Regions from separate parts of the Sus scrofa genome. Here region 1 is linked to region 2. A link is a contact called in public HiChIP or PLAC-seq data. All regions are on one chromosome and are shown on one strand. Each heading gives the region's core, a stretch centred on a gene start, on an enhancer-like site or on the middle of the called end of the contact. The rest is flanking DNA. Distances are from core to core; before and after follow the strand shown.

Region 1 (3,537 bases), core at 396-2,895, 130 kb before region 2:
TTTAAGTTTGTGATGGAATGTTGAATGGGAAATTCTTAGTGCCTGTTCATCTTTGTACTGAAAATTGCTATATTTGGGGATGGTTTAGATACAGTCTTGTCTGAGGCCAAGGAGGGATTAAGTGAATCCTTAATGTTCTTTCTAACTCTGTGATTTTTTTGTTCGGAAAGGAGGTAGTTCAACAAAAGGAGAGGGGGGAGTCCAAAAGAACTGAATTTAGAAGAAAAGCTATGACTTTATTAAAGTAAAGAAATATGAAATATCTGAGTGTATTATTCTTTTCTATAACACTTGTATTGAGAAACCACATTAGAGGACTGATTTCTTATGCTAGGGGATAAAACAAAAGAAAAACAGGGAGGGAGGAAAGCTCCTGGAAAGAGAATTTTCTCTTTGTTATTTGTACTTCTTTCTTCTCTTCTGGAGCTATTGATCCTAGATATTTGGAAGAGAGATGTACAGTGTTTGAAAGTGAGCAGGCATAGTGTGATGAGCTGTCATTTCTTGGTAAGTGGTTCTCAAAGTGTGGTCCCTGGACCAGCAGCATCAGTGTCACCTGAGAATTTATTAGAAATGCTTACTTTGGGGTCCTATCTCAAACCTACTGAGCAGAATCTCTCTGGGTAGGGCCCTGAAATCTGTGTTTTAACAAGCTGTCCAAGTGACTCTGATGCTCGCTCAAGTTTTGAGTACCACTGGTCCTGATTGAGAGAGAAACTTAAACCTAGCTCTAGACACGTAGAATCCATGTCGTCATCACTGAAGTTTATGTATCTCTCTAGACTCATTTTGCACCTAGAAAAATGTCTGGAATATATAGGAACTCAATAAATGTTTACAGATAAGTGAATGAGAAAAAAGAATTACTCATTTTGGCAATTATATATTTGTGTTATTCTTTCCAGGGAGGAAGATGAGAGTTTAGAATCGCTGCTTTTCTTATTAGGTGGAGCAAAGTGATTACCAAGGAAAGACAATGTAATTTTGATTAGCATAGCTAGTGAAATCAAGTTCCTCTCTTTTGTGTTCTTTACTTTGAATACTTTACTTCAACATATTCCCTAGGATATAGAGTACTAATACCAATTATTGGAATTAATCTTCCTACACATACCCCCACTTTTAACCCCAAGTTCTTTAACTATAGGAGGCAAATCCCTTAGGACTCAGGAATCTTAAAGAGAGAGCCAGAGTTATCTCAGTAATGTTAAATGGAACTTCAGCTACAGTTAAGGAGTCCTTTAGGGAAAGATCATTTCTTCTTAGTTTTCACTCGGGAACTAAGGATGAATACTATGATGAGTTCTTAATTGGGATACTCCACTCTCATCTTTCCAAGGTGGTGCTAGATATCTTGAGGCTACCAAAACTTTTTAAAATAGAAAAAGAGGAAAAGAAAGCTCTCAAAGAACTTTTAGTTGCCATCTCACAAGACTCCTCAATGTTCTTGCCTGTGCTATTGTGTATATGTCTTATTAATGGCAGTATCTTTGGACTTTGAGTTTGGGAATATGGATAGTTTTCTCATATGAGATCTTTTAAGATAAGAAATTTCGAGCCTGTTTTTCTGTTGCTTAGCAGACCCAATGACAAATCTAAGGCTACAGGAAGCATTGCTGTGATTCAGTCCAAGAAATGGTCTTTTCTCTGAGTCAGTGATGACACACTTCCTTAGACTAAATAAGAACATTGAGATGCTGTAGGGTGTTGTCTTCAGGATAAATGTGATTTTTAAGATACAGTTGTGACTCTTTCTCTGAAAGAAACCTGAGCCCAGTGAAGTAAAACTTGACTATTTTCTGAACCATTGTTACTCCTACTAGAATTTTGTTTCTTTATTCCTTATCCAAACTATTGTACACTCTGCAATTAATGTGACTCCCAAATTTATATGCCACTATTGTATTCATGATTAATGTGTTAAATAATAATGCTTGGCTGGGTAGTGAGAATTGTATTATTTTAAAATATGAAGCTTTAGGAGTATTCTTTAGTAGTAATTCATGCTTATATGCCTTTGCACTGTGACTTTTTAAGTTTTAAATAATAATGTTTATTCATCCTTTGATTTTAATTTTATATACTCTTTTTTTTGTTAGATGTGTGGTTTTCAAGTTTTAGCCTGAATCAGAATCACTTGGAGAGCTTGTTCAAATAAGATTGCTAGGTTCTGCCTCCAGTTTCTGATTTGGTAAATTTGGGGCAGACTCCAAAAATTTGCATTTCTATCAAATTTCCCAGGATGCTGGTGACAGTGGTTCAGAAACCATACTTCAAAAATATTGGGTTAAACATTTAGATTTCATAAAGTAAATGTCTATTAAAACAAGAGACAAATCTTTTAGGTAATAATCCATATTTTAGTTGTAAGCACATTGAACTAGTCTTTTTAATGATAAATGTATCTATTTCAGCTATATAATTACAAGTAAAATTTTACAGTTTATGAAACATTTTTTAATGCCATTTTTAAATAACTCTGGATCCTGTTTCATTTGCTCATTTTCAATACCATCATAAGATAGGCATTTCTATTGTTATTTCCATTTTGCAGATAAAACTCACGTGAAGTAACTTGCTGAAATCAAAACTGAGAAGTCTTGGGGGGGTGGTTAATGGCCGCATCTGTGGCATATGCAAGTTCCCAGGCTATGGGTCATATTGGAGCTGCAGCGGCAGGCCTGTGCCACAGCCACAGCAATACTGGATCAGGGCCACATCAGCACCTTGTGCCGCAGCTTCTGGCAACACCTGATCCTTAACCCACTGAGTGAGGCCAGTGCAATTAAACCCACATCCTCACGGAGACTATGTTGGGTCCTTAACCTGCAGAGCCACAGTGGAATGTCCAATTGATTCTTTTTATTGCTATTACATTTTTTTCTTTTTATGGCCACACCTATAGCATATGGAAGTTCCCTGGCTAGGGGTCAAGCTGGAGCTTCACCTGCTGGCCTACACCAATGCCAGGTCCGAACCACATCTGCAACCTACACCGCAGCTTGCAGCAACTCTGGATCCTTAACCTGCTGAGCAAGGCCAGGGATCAAACCTTCATCCTCACAGACACTGTGTCAGGTTCTTAACCTGCTGAGCCACAGCAGGAACTCCATCTGAGTGAATTTTTTTTCATGTAGCATTTTCTCTTATAATAAAAATGGTCCTTTAACTTGAACAGAGCTTTTTCATCAGTTGGCACCCTCAGTAGAGCAACACAATACACCCCTGCTCAAGAATTTCTTTACTAGCCTGAGATTTCATTTTTTTCAAATGCTTTCCCTAATGCAGTGATTCTCAGACTTGACTGCACATTAGAATCACCTGGGGAACTTTAAACAATTTTGATGCTTGGGCCCTCCCCCAGAGATTCTGATTTAATTGCTTAGCAGTATGGCCTGGGCATCAGATTTTTAAAAGCTCCCTAGGTAATTCTAATGTGCAGCCAAGGTTGAGAAGTACTGCCTTTGAGACTAATTGAAGGTTTATTTAGTCTTCAAATAATTTGCATTCAGATGCAAATACCTCTGGGAGCATTAC
Region 2 (3,777 bases), core at 632-3,131:
TCCCACTAGGCAGTATTTGTACTTTAGCAAAGGCTACTCTGACGGGGTTGCCGAGGCAGTAGTGATGGGCACATGAAGCGAGGGAGAGGACTGCAGAGCCCACACTGGAGAGCATAGCGGGATTTGGACAGGTCCCTGTAGCACATCCTGCGGGAGCCCTCAGGAGAGTTATTATAGAAAGGATTAAGTTTATCTAAACTGTAAGCTCTGAAAAATAAGATGAATTTTGCACACCAACTGAGTGTCACCATGCTTGTATGTAGCATTGGACTCTAATTTCTCTGGAGAGGGTGGATAAGATATTTAAAATTTTTTAAAAATTTTATTAGAGTATAGTTGACTTACAATGTTGTGTTAGTTTCAGGTGTACAGCAAAGTGAATCAGTTATACATATACATATATCCATTCTTTTTTGTTTCTTTGTTTTTGTTTTTTAGGACTGCACCCTCAGAATATGGAGGTTCCTAGGCTAGGGGTCTAATTGGAGCTACAGCTGCCAGCCTACGCCACAGCCACAGCAATGCCAGATCTGAGCGGTGTCTGCGACCTACAGCACAGCTCACGGCAACGCCGGATCCTGAGCCCACTGAGTGAGGCCAGGGATCAAACCTGTTACCTCATGGTTCCTAGTCGGATTCGTTTCCACTGTGCCACGATGGGAACTCCCATATATCCATTCTTTTTTAGATTCTTTTCCCATGATAAGATCGTCAAGGCTAGAAGCAAGGACAATAAAACTCCTTTGCAGCAATGTTTGAATGTTTTGCCGCTATTCTGAGGTAGGCGCCATATCCCTGTACTTGCCTCTGAAAATCCAGGTCATTGTATGTGGTTTGCGTAAAAAAGACCACAATGGGCCTAACCATTACAGTGTCTTCTCTGGGTGATCCCTTCCGTAGGCAACTGGACAAGACATGGCTCGCCTCTGCCTCTCCCTTCCTGAGAGTGTGAGGAGGGTGGTCCCTGTCCAAGAATATCACGGGGGATCTCACAAGGGGAAATGTCAACACTTGCACTGGGTCTTTGTATAACTAAGTAAGCAGCCAATAAAAAGCTCACATCCTCTGTCTAAAGGGACATGGCAGCCAAATGTAATGTATAGTTCCTGACTAGATCCTGAATCAGGGAAAAAAGAATTGTCAAAATATGTTTTACAACAATTGAAGAAAGTTGAGTATGGATTGTATATTAATTAGCTCCCTGCTATTTAGAGTGTGGGCAGCTGACCACTTATGGCAGCAGAACCTGGAAGCTTCTCAGAAATGCAGTTTCAACCCCCAGCCCAATGGTTTATAAGCACATTACAGATTGAGAAGCACTGCATTAGACGATGTTATTGTATCAACGTTCCGTTTCTTTGTTGCGATAATGGTATGGCAGGGGAATGCCTGTATGTGCGCATGCTGGGCTTTCCAAGTGGAAGAATTCAGAGGCATTTCTGCAACCTAGACCAAAGGTGAAGCCTGCAAGTTCTAGGGAACTGGACCCTCAAGTCTCTTGAAGCACTGTGGATTGTCCTGCTGGAGTCTAAAATTAGAGTCTTCTAGACAGGATGGGCCAGGCATGGACATGGGGACTGCAGGGAGAAGAGAAAAAATGATGGAGTTAAAGCAGCCTGCATGGGCAGAAGCTCCAGAGTCCCAAATGTGCCTGGGGATCTATCACCACTCTATGACCACAAGTCAACAAGGTTAGGAGTTTGGGTGTGTCCCTTAACTTGGTGAAGATTTTTTTTCCCTTTGTTGGATGACACAGCTTAAAATTCCTTCCTTTGTATGTTGTAATTCCCTTTGGTTTTCCCCAACCCCTTTCTGAGGTCTGACAACACCCCTTCAACATTGTGCACTAGTGACAGGGGAGAAGAGACCTGCCCTGTGTACACAGCCCTCAGTGGAGGCCTTTGCAGAGGCAGCAGTATCCCTCTGGGGGGTGGAGGTCCCAGGTTCTAGGCTGCATTTTCCAGAAGGAGAGTGGAGCTGCTGCCATCTCCTGAGTCTTCATTAAGTGTCTCTGTCTCCTTGGCCGGTCTGAGTCTTGTATTCGGGATTACTAGCTCTGAGACCTTTTCTCTACTTGCCAAATCACTTAAGGGAAGTGGTAAGGATGAACCTTCCCCAAGCGCCTAGCTGTAGAGGATTTGATTTATGCTGGGCATTTATTTCAAATAAAGACACACTGAAAAGATTGGAGAAATTACCTCTTCCCACTCTTTTCCAAATTCTGTTCAGGTTTGGAATTTATTTGAATAATTTTCACTTGGAAACTTGAAAAGGTGGAAGAAGCCAGCCTCCTCCTGCTAACAGGAGACAAAGATAAGCATCTTTCCACAAAGGTACAAGATTATGTTACCCTTCTGGAATCCTGGTAGCCAGTTCAAGTTGTTTTTGAAGCACAATGCTACCCATGAGGCCTAAACTAAAAGAACCAGACATTCCAGATTGACTCAAATAATTCCATTTTTTAAATGTAATGTTCTGGCACTCCTGTGATTTCCATATTTGTTCCAGTTTTCATCACACCCCGTGATACTGAATGGCAGGATCGAGAACAAAATGCTTCTTTAAATGACTCAGCTGCTTTCCTACCTTGTGGTTCAGGTGTAGGACACAGTTTGTCAGGAATTAGAAGAAAACAAAATTTCCACTTGAGAATTTAATTCTCTTTCAACAAGTATAAAGAAGGGAAAATTTGTTTTGTGGTTTTGTGGGGAGAGGAAATCTTATTTAAAAAAAAAAAACAAATAGAAACTATGAATCTTTGATGAATTTTTCATTTCTGCATGATTGATATTTATTAAGAGACAAACTGAAACCCATTTTGTTCTTCACTTTATCTTATAAGTAGAGGTGGAAATAAGTGGTAACTATTGCGCCATATGACTGAAATATATAGTAATTTGGCTTTGCAGGCAATTCACAATGTCTCTAAAATCCCAAGATAGGAAGGTTAAGTCCGTTTCATTTTCTTTGGAACTGTATGGACGCATTCACAGGTCAGAGCTGGGCTGTCCATCCTATGGTCTGTGCAGCATAGCCATGTTATTTTTGACTCCACAGAACAAGAGTTTACAACCAAACTGGAAAACAGCTCTCCTGTGCTCTGTCTAGTCAAGTCTGTGTAGGCCAGGCTTTATCAGTTTTTGGTACTCTGTGTGATAATTAGCGCTTGCCAAACATGCTTATCTGAATTATTCCATAAAACAACGTGATAAATGGACTTATCAAGACCATTAGGTCTTGAAGAACTTAAATTAGTCCCAGATGACTCTCTTTTCAGTTAAAAAATAAATTTAAATAAAATGTGAATGTAAACATATTTTCAACTCAAAGAGTTCTAGTTCAACCACTGAAGCACATTTTGGCACTAAGCACTGTATCTATTTTTGACATTTATGGCTTTTGTGCTTTTTGGAAACTAACAAGATCTCAGGTGCCTGTATCTATTTCTTTATATTTATGACTCCTTTGTATTTGCTGGAAATGAACAAGTTCTCAATTTTTTATCTGTAAAATAATACCAGCTGCTTCATAAGGATCTTGGGATGATTAAATAAGAAAGTAGACAGAAAGTGATTATCATAGTACAAGGTACATTGTTTAATAAATGTTATAATTAAATTCCTTTAGCTCATGGTAAATGTGCAAAGACTTTGGAGGTGATTTAAATATACAGGTTTCTCTCACTGACTGAAAGTAGAGCTTTCCTAAGAAACATTTCATAGCTAAAATGGTGAAAAGTGAAGAAGCAATGCCCTGAGGAAACATCTTGCAAAGGAT

Evidence for each region. HiChIP or PLAC-seq counts read pairs in DNA pulled down with a chosen protein or histone mark.
Region 1: an H3K27ac HiChIP or PLAC-seq map of alveolar macrophages shows a contact between it and region 2. The contact joins two enhancer-like sites. A contact is called at or near these places in 1 of 47 Hi-C or Micro-C datasets (embryonic fibroblasts) and 1 of 2 datasets of contacts at active chromatin or transcription factors (alveolar macrophages).

What each region holds. Positions count from the first base shown.
Region 1 is chr16:43,751,454-43,754,990 of Sscrofa11.1, reverse strand. The region is part of intron 19 of ADAMTS6 (A disintegrin and metalloproteinase with thrombospondin motifs 6); the gene reads left to right. Among named protein-coding and RNA genes, the nearest start is that of ADAMTS6, 260 kb to the left of the region's middle. Within about 2 kb of position 1,645, at least 5 of the 83 cell types and tissues checked have an H3K27ac peak or open chromatin away from gene starts, as enhancers often do. A contact at or near this core is called in alveolar macrophages, where this site is marked.
Region 2 is chr16:43,617,230-43,621,006 of Sscrofa11.1, reverse strand. The region is part of intron 2 of LOC110257245 (a long non-coding RNA gene); the gene reads left to right. Among named protein-coding and RNA genes, the nearest start is that of CWC27, 270 kb to the right of the region's middle. Within about 2 kb of position 1,881, at least 8 of the 83 cell types and tissues checked have an H3K27ac peak or open chromatin away from gene starts, as enhancers often do. A contact at or near this core is called in alveolar macrophages, where this site is marked.